Linked DNA regions of Mus musculus: regions 1 and 3 are each linked to region 2. The links are chromatin contacts, called in public Hi-C and promoter capture Hi-C maps. All regions are on one chromosome and are shown on one strand. The core of a region is the stretch at or near the end of the contact, and the rest is flanking DNA. Distances in the headings are between cores, read along the strand shown. Region 1 holds the start of Cyp4a14 (cytochrome P450, family 4, subfamily a, polypeptide 14). Region 2 has its middle 28 kb from the start of Efcab14. Region 3 holds the start of Cyp4a10 (cytochrome P450, family 4, subfamily a, polypeptide 10).

What was found. Promoter capture Hi-C pulls out the DNA fragments that hold promoters and counts their contacts. A called contact is a pair of places that touch in the nucleus more often than the background predicts.
Region 1: a promoter capture Hi-C map of liver shows a contact between it and region 2, with 8 times the contacts expected there. The contact joins the promoter of Cyp4a14 here to the enhancer-like site in region 2. A contact is called at or near these places in 13 of 39 promoter capture datasets (3T3-L1-derived adipocytes, the C10 cell line, cranial neural crest and 8 more), 9 of 484 Hi-C or Micro-C datasets (LSK cells, embryonic stem cells, lens fibers and 3 more), 1 of 115 datasets of contacts at active chromatin or transcription factors (hepatocytes) and 3 of 9 other capture datasets (adipose tissue, liver and pancreatic islet).
Region 3: a contact with region 2 is called in a Hi-C map of liver, with 2.5 times the contacts expected there. The contact joins the promoter of Cyp4a10 here to the enhancer-like site in region 2. A contact is called at or near these places in 1 of 484 Hi-C or Micro-C datasets (liver), 1 of 115 datasets of contacts at active chromatin or transcription factors (embryonic stem cells) and 4 of 9 other capture datasets (adipose tissue, embryonic stem cells, liver and 1 more).

Annotation. Positions count from the first base shown.
Region 1 is chr4:115,494,574-115,497,405 of GRCm38.p6, reverse strand. Cyp4a14 (cytochrome P450, family 4, subfamily a, polypeptide 14) reads left to right here and starts at 1,265. Exons shown (of 12, transcript NM_007822.2): 1 at 1,265-1,487; 2 at 2,388-2,520. The coding sequence starts at 1,293. It overlaps Gm52676 (a long non-coding RNA gene), which reads right to left. Exons shown (of 2, transcript XR_003955098.1): 2 at 1-2,210.
Region 2 is chr4:115,708,035-115,710,834 of GRCm38.p6, reverse strand. No RefSeq gene overlaps it. Among named protein-coding and RNA genes, the nearest start is that of Efcab14, 28 kb to the left of the region's middle. Within about 2 kb of position 1,439, at least 26 of the 459 cell types and tissues checked have an H3K27ac peak or open chromatin away from gene starts, as enhancers often do. A contact at or near this core is called in adipose tissue, liver and uterus, where this site is marked.
Region 3 is chr4:115,516,882-115,519,677 of GRCm38.p6, reverse strand. Cyp4a10 (cytochrome P450, family 4, subfamily a, polypeptide 10) reads right to left here and starts at 1,391. Exons shown (of 13, transcript NM_010011.3): 1 at 1,168-1,391; 2 at 1-48. The coding sequence starts at 1,356.

The sequences.
Region 1 (2,832 bases), core at 16-2,515, 210 kb after region 2:
CTGGCTTTCTAGAGATTCTTGTTAAAATACCTTTTGTGTTTGCCTCTTTGTGGTCTTCACAACTAGGATTAATTTAGGGAAGATAATCATGATCCAGGTGAGGATAAAGATTCCAGAGAAAGGCTTATTTCTACCCCTTAACTTCTTTGTTTTTCTTCCTTTCTAAAAGTTTTGTCATTTTTAAAATTTATTTTTTATTTAATTTTTTTCATGCAATATAATTTGATCATATTCTTTCCTTCCTCCAACTTCTCCTAGATCCTCAGGGCCTTCCTAGCTATCCATCTTCATGTTAATGGATAGACTGACAACCAAAACATTCTTTCTCTGCTTAAATAATATCTCCATAAAATCTATAAATAAATGAGGTAGTTGGAAACTATCTCAGCACTTTTCAATTGATTGGCTAGTAATCCTTCAATATCTCATTTTTTTTAACTTTCGCTTTATCTATTCTGTGTGTACATTAATTTTTTTCAGGCAAGGCATAATATATATATAATTGGACTGATTTCTTTATTAGAGTTTGCCCTATGTGAGGTCAAGAAATATTCTTAAATTAATGAGTGACTGAATAAGTGATGGGCAATTTAAGTATTTAGAAAAGAAAGGTTTTATTATTCCATTCAGTCAAGATAGTGAGACAGAGAAAGAGTCTGTCACAGGCTGTGTATGTGGTGAGGCTGATTGAGTCTTGAGCCACCTGAATGCAACTGCACTGTTCCACCTGCTGGCACATCCATCCTGGATCAATCTGGAGTGTGACTGTGACAAGTCTCAGATAAAATGGAAGAAACAGCTGGATTTGGAGTCCAGATGCAAAGATGACTATAGGTAGAAACTTTCAGCAATTACATTCATCTGAACACACCAACTACTGTTGTCATCATTTCACCCTGAAATTAGGAAAATAGTACAAGCAGCTACACCTATTACATGTTTGGTAAATTAGAATGTGAATTTCTTAATATCCAGGTTAATGTCTAGTCCATGACTTTACCTCATCAGCAAGGATATACATAACATGCAATATGTGCTCAATAAATAGTTGTGAGTAGTTCAGAGAAATGGGAATTGGTATACATATAGATGTTACCAAGACTAGATACTAGAGATTTGTTTTTACTGTTTACCAAAGCTGATGTTGCAGATTAATAAACTTTGGATTCTGAGGTCAGTCTCTGTCTGTCTTCTCCATTCCCCCTCCCACAAGTAGGTGTGTCTACCTTCTCATGACTTAAATGCGGGTTTCTAAACATTTAGTGACACTAGTGATCCAGAAACTACTAACCATGGGTTTTTTTTTATTTAGCCCTACAAGGTACTTGGATGGTATCTCTGGGTTCTTCCAATGGGCCTTCTTGCTCAGTCTATTTCTGGTGCTGTTCAAGGCAGTCCAATTCTACTTACGAAGGCAGTGGCTGCTCAAGACCCTCCAGCATTTCCCATGCATGCCTTCCCACTGGCTTTGGGGGCACCATCTGAAGGTAGGAAGAAGGGAGAGGGTGGAAGAGTGTGAAGAGCTGAATGAAGCTATGAGAGTTTAGTATTAGTATACAGGGCAGTCTGCTGAGTGGTAAGCATGTAGTTTCTGAAGAACGCTGGGTTTACTTCTAAGAGTGGGTTTGCCTTAGTCATGTGGAGCATGATTTCTTTTTAAAGGACACATTATGACAATGGACTCAAATCTCAGGCTGTAGAAGGGCATGGGAAAATGTGGTGTCAGCTACAGAGAAACAACTAATCTAGGTTGTTCTCTGAGAGAAATTGTAGAAGTGATGATTTCTATGTTGTATATCAATTTCCTCTGAGATTGAAACTGCCCATTTTGGAGAGAAATGTCTGATTACAATACAGGGCTTTCTAGAGGTAAAATATTCCATCTAGAAAGAAAGCCTCTTACAATAAAGAAAGTTCTTTGGGCAGATGAAACTGGCTGGATTCATTTGCCATTCCCATCCTCAAGTGTATGTAAGCAGTAAGAATGGCTGACTATGCTACTAACTCTCAGTATAATGTAATTTTGTAAGGGTCTGCATGAAGAGTCACTCACTGAGGGCTCACACGCTAGCCACATTTAAGAAGAGCAAAATTCAGAATTACTACAGAACACAGAAGTTCTTACCACAGTAGCTTCTCTAAGGAGCTTTAGTTTCATCTAACAAGACTCCAGGATCTGGCCAGGACAAGTCCTGGGACACAGCAATGGTCTGAATAGAAGAAAAAAAAAAGACAGATTATCAAACCAACCCAAATTTCTACCCTTTCTTGAACATGCCAGAGTTATGCCCCTGTGGTGGTCCTGACTCTTCCATACCACACAAAGTACTTGATGTCAAAGAACATCTTCGTGAATTCAACTTTTCTTTGATGTTCTGTTCCCAAAGGACAAGGAGCTCCAGCAGATTCTTATATGGGTAGAGAAATTCCCAAGTGCCTGCTTACAGTGTCTCTCGGGGAGCAATATACGAGTCCTGCTTTATGACCCTGACTATGTGAAGGTGGTTCTGGGGAGATCAGGTGAGAGTCCAAACTCATTACAGCTGTAGCATATCTGCCACCCAACATTCAAGACCCAAGTCTGTGTAATTTTAGAAAAGAGTGACACTTCAGCCATCAATGTCTAAATAATACCTACCATTCTTTCTGTCCAGAGACCAACATATGGTTAGCAAATACTTACATAGTTCTCATCACTTAAAATACCTGCACAAGGCTTAAATTCTCTCTCTCTCTCTCTCTCTCTCTCTCTCTCTCTCTCTCTCTCTCTCTTTTCTGTTTTTTCTTTTGCTCTTAAAACATATTGAGTGGATATGTTTTACAAATTTCCCA
Region 2 (2,800 bases), core at 190-2,689:
GAGATCACATCCATCTCCATCCATATATAGGAAGCAGAGAGTGAGCTGGAAGTAAGGTGATGCCATAGCTCTGAAAGCCCACCCCAACGGCATACTTCCTGCAGCAAAGTTTCTTGTCCCAAAGATTCCGTAACCTCCCAAAGTAGCACCACCCACAGGGACCATATATTTAAATATGTGAGCCTATGAGTGAAAGTTCTCATTCAAACCACTGCTCATTCATAGAAAAACAAAGTGTCTCTGCCTCTCACCTTGCTCCAAAATCAATTCAAAATGGCCTAATGTCAGCCCCCAAACTATGAAACCATTAAAGGAACGTATAGGGGAAATACTCCAAGATACATGCATAGACAAAGACGTTCCTCTTCCCCTGGAGAGGGACTACTGAAGTGCAGGGCCAACTTCTCAGATCCTCCTTGGGGTTTTGGATGCCCAACATCAAAGTGCTTGACCACAAAGCACTTGAGGTTAGCTTAGGAAAGTGTCCCAAAGGCATGGCCATTTGGGATTCACGGCAATTCTGAAATATGGTAGGGATTGTCACTCCATTCTTACAGCTAAGCAGATAGGCTCAGAGAGGCGAAGGGCTGCATGTACCTTCACACGGCCGCTGGATAGCTGAGATTGTTTGTGCTACACCACATCTACCTCCTTGGGGGATTTGGTAGCCAGCAGAGAGGCCAGACTTTGGCCTCGAGAGGCCAGACTTTGGCCTCTCTCCCTCCCCTCCGCCCCCCTCCCTCGCTCTCGCTCTCCCTCCCTCGCTCTTTTGCTCTCTTTCTCTCCCCCGTCCCGCCCCCAGTGGAGCTACCTCCTTTGGCCAGCAGAGGGAAGCACTGAAACATAGAAACATCTAGCTTAGCAGCTTGGTTTAGGATCCTCTCCCGACCAGAACTTCTGCAGAGTTTTAGGCAGATAACAAACGACAGACATTTACTGAACACAGTGTATCCAAGTCATAACTACATGTATTGCTTTAACCTTAAACAACTTTGCCTGACAGGGATACCCATCTCCATTTCCCAGATGGAATCTGTTTCAGAGACTGTCCGGTGGCCTTGGAGCTGGTATATGGTTTGCCTGGAATTTTGACCCAGGTTTTCTGGCTCTTGAGGATTAGTGCTTCCTCACAGTAGTCTCAGAACAAATGTTGGTGACTTAGTGGCATAGACTATGTCTGAAGCCTGAGAGCTGCAGCCTTCACTTCTTTAGATCAGAAACTGTAATTCTTTCATATCTTTACTTTCTAAAATTTTCACGACCCAGTGCGTTTCATCAATGTTGATTACAGGGCCATGGCTGAAGGATTGTTTACAGGCACAATCTGTACCTTATCTGTAACTAAAGGAAATATCTCTCCCTCATCAACTGAGACTACATGTAAGTCCTCAGGAAGGAAGCGTGCTTCCTTCTCCCTTCGATGGGAAGGGGGCGAAGGACCTAATCGTATGCAGATGTTGTGTAGGCGGTCGCAGCTGCTGTAAGATCATGAGCAGAACTCAGCATTCCACACGGATCCTTCACTTACTACATTTTTCTTCTGCATTGTTCCCTGATCCTTGGTTGGGTGGGTAGGACTGATATCCGTGTCTCACTCTTGACTGGATACTCATTCACTTGTAGCTTGTTATTTGCTGACAGCAGCACTCCTCCACCGACATTAACTTAGTTATGGAGAAGCAGATCTGTTTAGCAAAACAATAACAGTTGCTTCCCTGGTAGGTCACGTGACTTCCGCAGCCCAGGCCTTTTGACAGGATTTATAATCTCATAGTTCAGGAATTTTGTTTTGTGTCTGCTTTTAGATCTTATCATATTTGTGACTTTTAAACACATTATTTTTATTGAGAACAATTTATGCAACATAGTCTGATCATGCTCTTCCTTCCTCCAACTCTTCCCAGATCCTCCCCACCTCCCCATCTAACTCCAGGCCCCTCTCTCTCTCTTTCAAACAAACAAAATCAACAACGCCAAAATAAGAAAAACAAGAAATACAACACAAAAACATACATCACCACAAAAACATAGAAACAAAAACCAAAATATACATGCCAAAGGCCAATGTTAAAAAAATGCAAAATGAGGCAAAAACATCTACAAAGATACTGTTGAGTTTGATTTGTGTTGCTATCTACTACCGGGCTAGGGGCCTCCTCTGAAGTGTGGTTACTATAACCAGTGAGACTCCACTGGAGAAAACTGATTTTTTTTTTCCTTTGCCATCAAGTATCAGTTGCAGATAATCTTCTTGATTAGGCTTGGGATCCTAATCTGCTTCCCTCTCATGGTGTTGGGACCCTGCTTGCCTTGAACTTTTGCAGGCAGGCCCTGTGTGGGCTGCCATAGTGTCTGAGTTCATATGTGTGTCAATCTTGTTATGTCTAGAAGATGCTGTTTCCTGGAGCCACCCTTTATCTCTGGCTCTTACAGTCTTTCTTTTTCTGCATAGAATGTTGAGCCCTTAAAGAAGAATTTGATGAAGATATCCTGTTTATGTGAGTGCTCCAAAGTCTGTCACTCTTAGAGACTTAATCTTGACAGGAATCCCACTCAGAAGTAGAAGCTCTTAGGGAGGCCAGCCTATGTTTCCCCACAATCTATTCCCGGCAGTTTTCTCTGGCTTCCTTCATTTTCTTGGCCAAAAGTTTAATGTATTCTGCAGCTTCCTCCTTGCTTGTCTTAGTGCCCCCCCTCTCTCTGTTTCTCTCCCATTTTTGTTGTTGTTTTAAGACAGGATTTCTCTGCGTAGCTCTGGCTATCCTGGAACTCACTTTGTAAACCAGGCTGGCCTAGAACT
Region 3 (2,796 bases), core at 142-2,641, 190 kb after region 2:
CTCTATGCACGACACAATTTCCTGTAGTTCTTGGTCACCTTTGAACTTCTGTTGAAGAAAAGATAAGTTCGTGGGACTCTTGCCTAGTTTTTGGACTGGAGACAAGAGTAGAGCAAGCACAGGAACATAGCTGTTTTTTTCTGAAGTTGCCAGGAAGGTGGGGCAGTTCGATGAACTGTCTGTGCTATCACTCATAGCTTTACTATGTGGGTATGGGTTCTGAGCTGAATCTGAGAGTCCTGTTGGATGGAGCTGTGTTCCTCAGAGGAATCACAGTGTCAGATCCTCAGATCTTCAGAGAACGTGGCATACCCATGTCTTTCTAAGAACATCTATTGCACAATCCTTTGTTGTGCACATTTTCATGTATCCTCCTATTTGGCTCTGTACTTTATTTCCTGGGGTGATAATGCAATGGGTCAGTACTGTCCCTTCCCAGTTCCCTTTCTGGGTAATTTCATACACTTGTGCCAGGCTCTTTAGCTGAACCCTGTGGAACAAGAAAGTGATGCTGTGCTTGAATCCAAGTATCTTATATTGCAGGGTGTGTGGAAAGAGGAAGAAGAGCCACATAGCCCTGTAGAAATACTAACATTAGTGTTCACATATGAGGGTCCTACCCACCCTTTCCCTTTAATGTGCCATGACTTTGGGATTTCAATTTGTAATTTACCCATCCTGAAAATTCTAGTCTTGGTCAGCCACTCACTCAGCCCAGCAGTGTGAACCCTTCCTGTGCCTGATAATTTCTAAGATGTGCACCATTGTTACATCAAGAACTTCAAGGGGCAAGGTTTCTGTCTCTCTGATGTTTGCATTCCCAGGCAAACCCAGGGCTTGGGAGAGAATAGCCATAAGTAACTTGTCAAGGAACTACTTAAAAGTTGTTTGAGAACAGTAGAGATATTAAAGGTACTCAGCCAGAAGAGGAGGAGGAGACTAGGTAGGACCAACCAAAGCTTTCAAAGTGCAAGACTATCAGTATAGAGTTGAGCAACAGTCAGACAGTAACGCTATTGTTGGGATGACATGCCTCAGCCTGAGCTGGGCATCTTATGAAGCTCTTGGACTCTTTATATATCAGGATTTTCCTTGTGAATTTGATGGCTGGTCTCTGAGACACCCATCTTCCCTTCTCTTCCACCCATCCTTCTCTTTCCTTCATACCTCATGCCCAAAGAACCAGTGAAAAGGAGGTGATGGGAACTGCTGGAAAGCCTTGAGTAGCCATTGCCTGTGGAGGTAGAACTGGACAGCTTTCACCAGCAGCAGGAGCAGACCGAGCACAGAGGCCACTTGGAGGAAGCCAGAGAGGCTGTCTGCAAATCGGGTTGGGCTTAGAGCAGAGACACTCATAGTTCATCCACTCTTCTGTTGCTGTCCTCACTCTCACTAATCCTTTCTACCTCCTGCCTAAATCCTGTAAGGATTGCCCGCCTACCTGTGGGAGGGAGAAGGGTGAGGCTGACCAATCTTGATCTCAAAGTTCAGTTGGTTAAATAACAGGAATGATTTACCTTGGGAATCAGAGACACAATTTTTTCTTTCCAGCTGCCAGTGCCTACCTGTGTCTACTTTCCTCTCGTGCGAGTCAAGAACATTGACTTGTTTCCACACCTGTACTGCATGCATAAATTAAGCAGAACAATTATAATATCCTTAAATATTCTTCCACTTATTTTTAATCTTTTCTTGCAAAGTTTTACTAAATTATTAAATATCAAACAAGGTTGTCATATAAAAATAAATATCTTGTTGAAGTCCTGTGTGATAAGGGGATCCTCACACACTGGCTCTTTCCCAAGCTCCATAGCTTAAGTCTGTGGCTTTATTTGTTGTTTTTGGGAGGTGTTTGGGTTTCCATGTCAGACCAAGTATCTAATAGTTTTTTTTTGAATTGTCCATGCCAAATGGATGGTGAGTGGTTGCTGATTCAGACTGGAAAACATATAGGCACTGCTGCTCTTATACATCTAGGTAGGCTAGTCTCATGGGTAGTCCATGCCTGGGGATGCCAAGGACACTCGTGCTTGTTTTGCTTTGGGGGAGCTAATGGGTTTCTTTCCATTCCTTGGCACCTTCTTGTGGGTTTTTTTTTTTGTTGTTGTTTTAAAATAGATAGCATACAGTTGAATTTCATTTAAAAAAAATCTATTTAGCCAACCTAACTCTGTTACTTGGAGAGTTTAGTTCACTTTTGAGAAGTTTTTGCTGTAGACTCTAGTGTTAGTCTACCAAGGCCTTGCTTATATGGGACTTGGAATACTTCTCTTGGTTTTAGAATTTCTTGTCTTGGACTTTTGAGAGCTTGAATATAGTGTGTCTTCAACAGGACCAAATCAATTGAATCTAAATGGGCCCTTTGCATTTACTGTACTTGGGTGCCCATGTATTTCTCAGTAAATACAGGAAAGCTTTCAGCTATTATTTATCTAAATAGCTTTTCTTATTTAGGGTTTTACTGATGTAAGCAAACACCATGACCAAGGGAACTCTTACAAGAACAAAATTTAATTGGGCCTGGCTTACATGTTTAGAAATTCAGTTCATTATCATCAAGGCATGAACATGCCAGCATCCAAGCAGGCATGGTGCAGGAAGAGCTGAGAGTTGAACATCTTGTTCTGAAGGCAAACAGAAGAAGACTGGCTTCCAGAAAGCTAGGACGAGGGTCATAAAGACCATGCCCACACTGGCACACTTCTTGTAACAAGGCCACACCTCCAAATAGTGCCAATCCCTGTGCCAAGCATATTCAAACTACTACAGCTTTATTTGTTTATGTGTTTACTTATG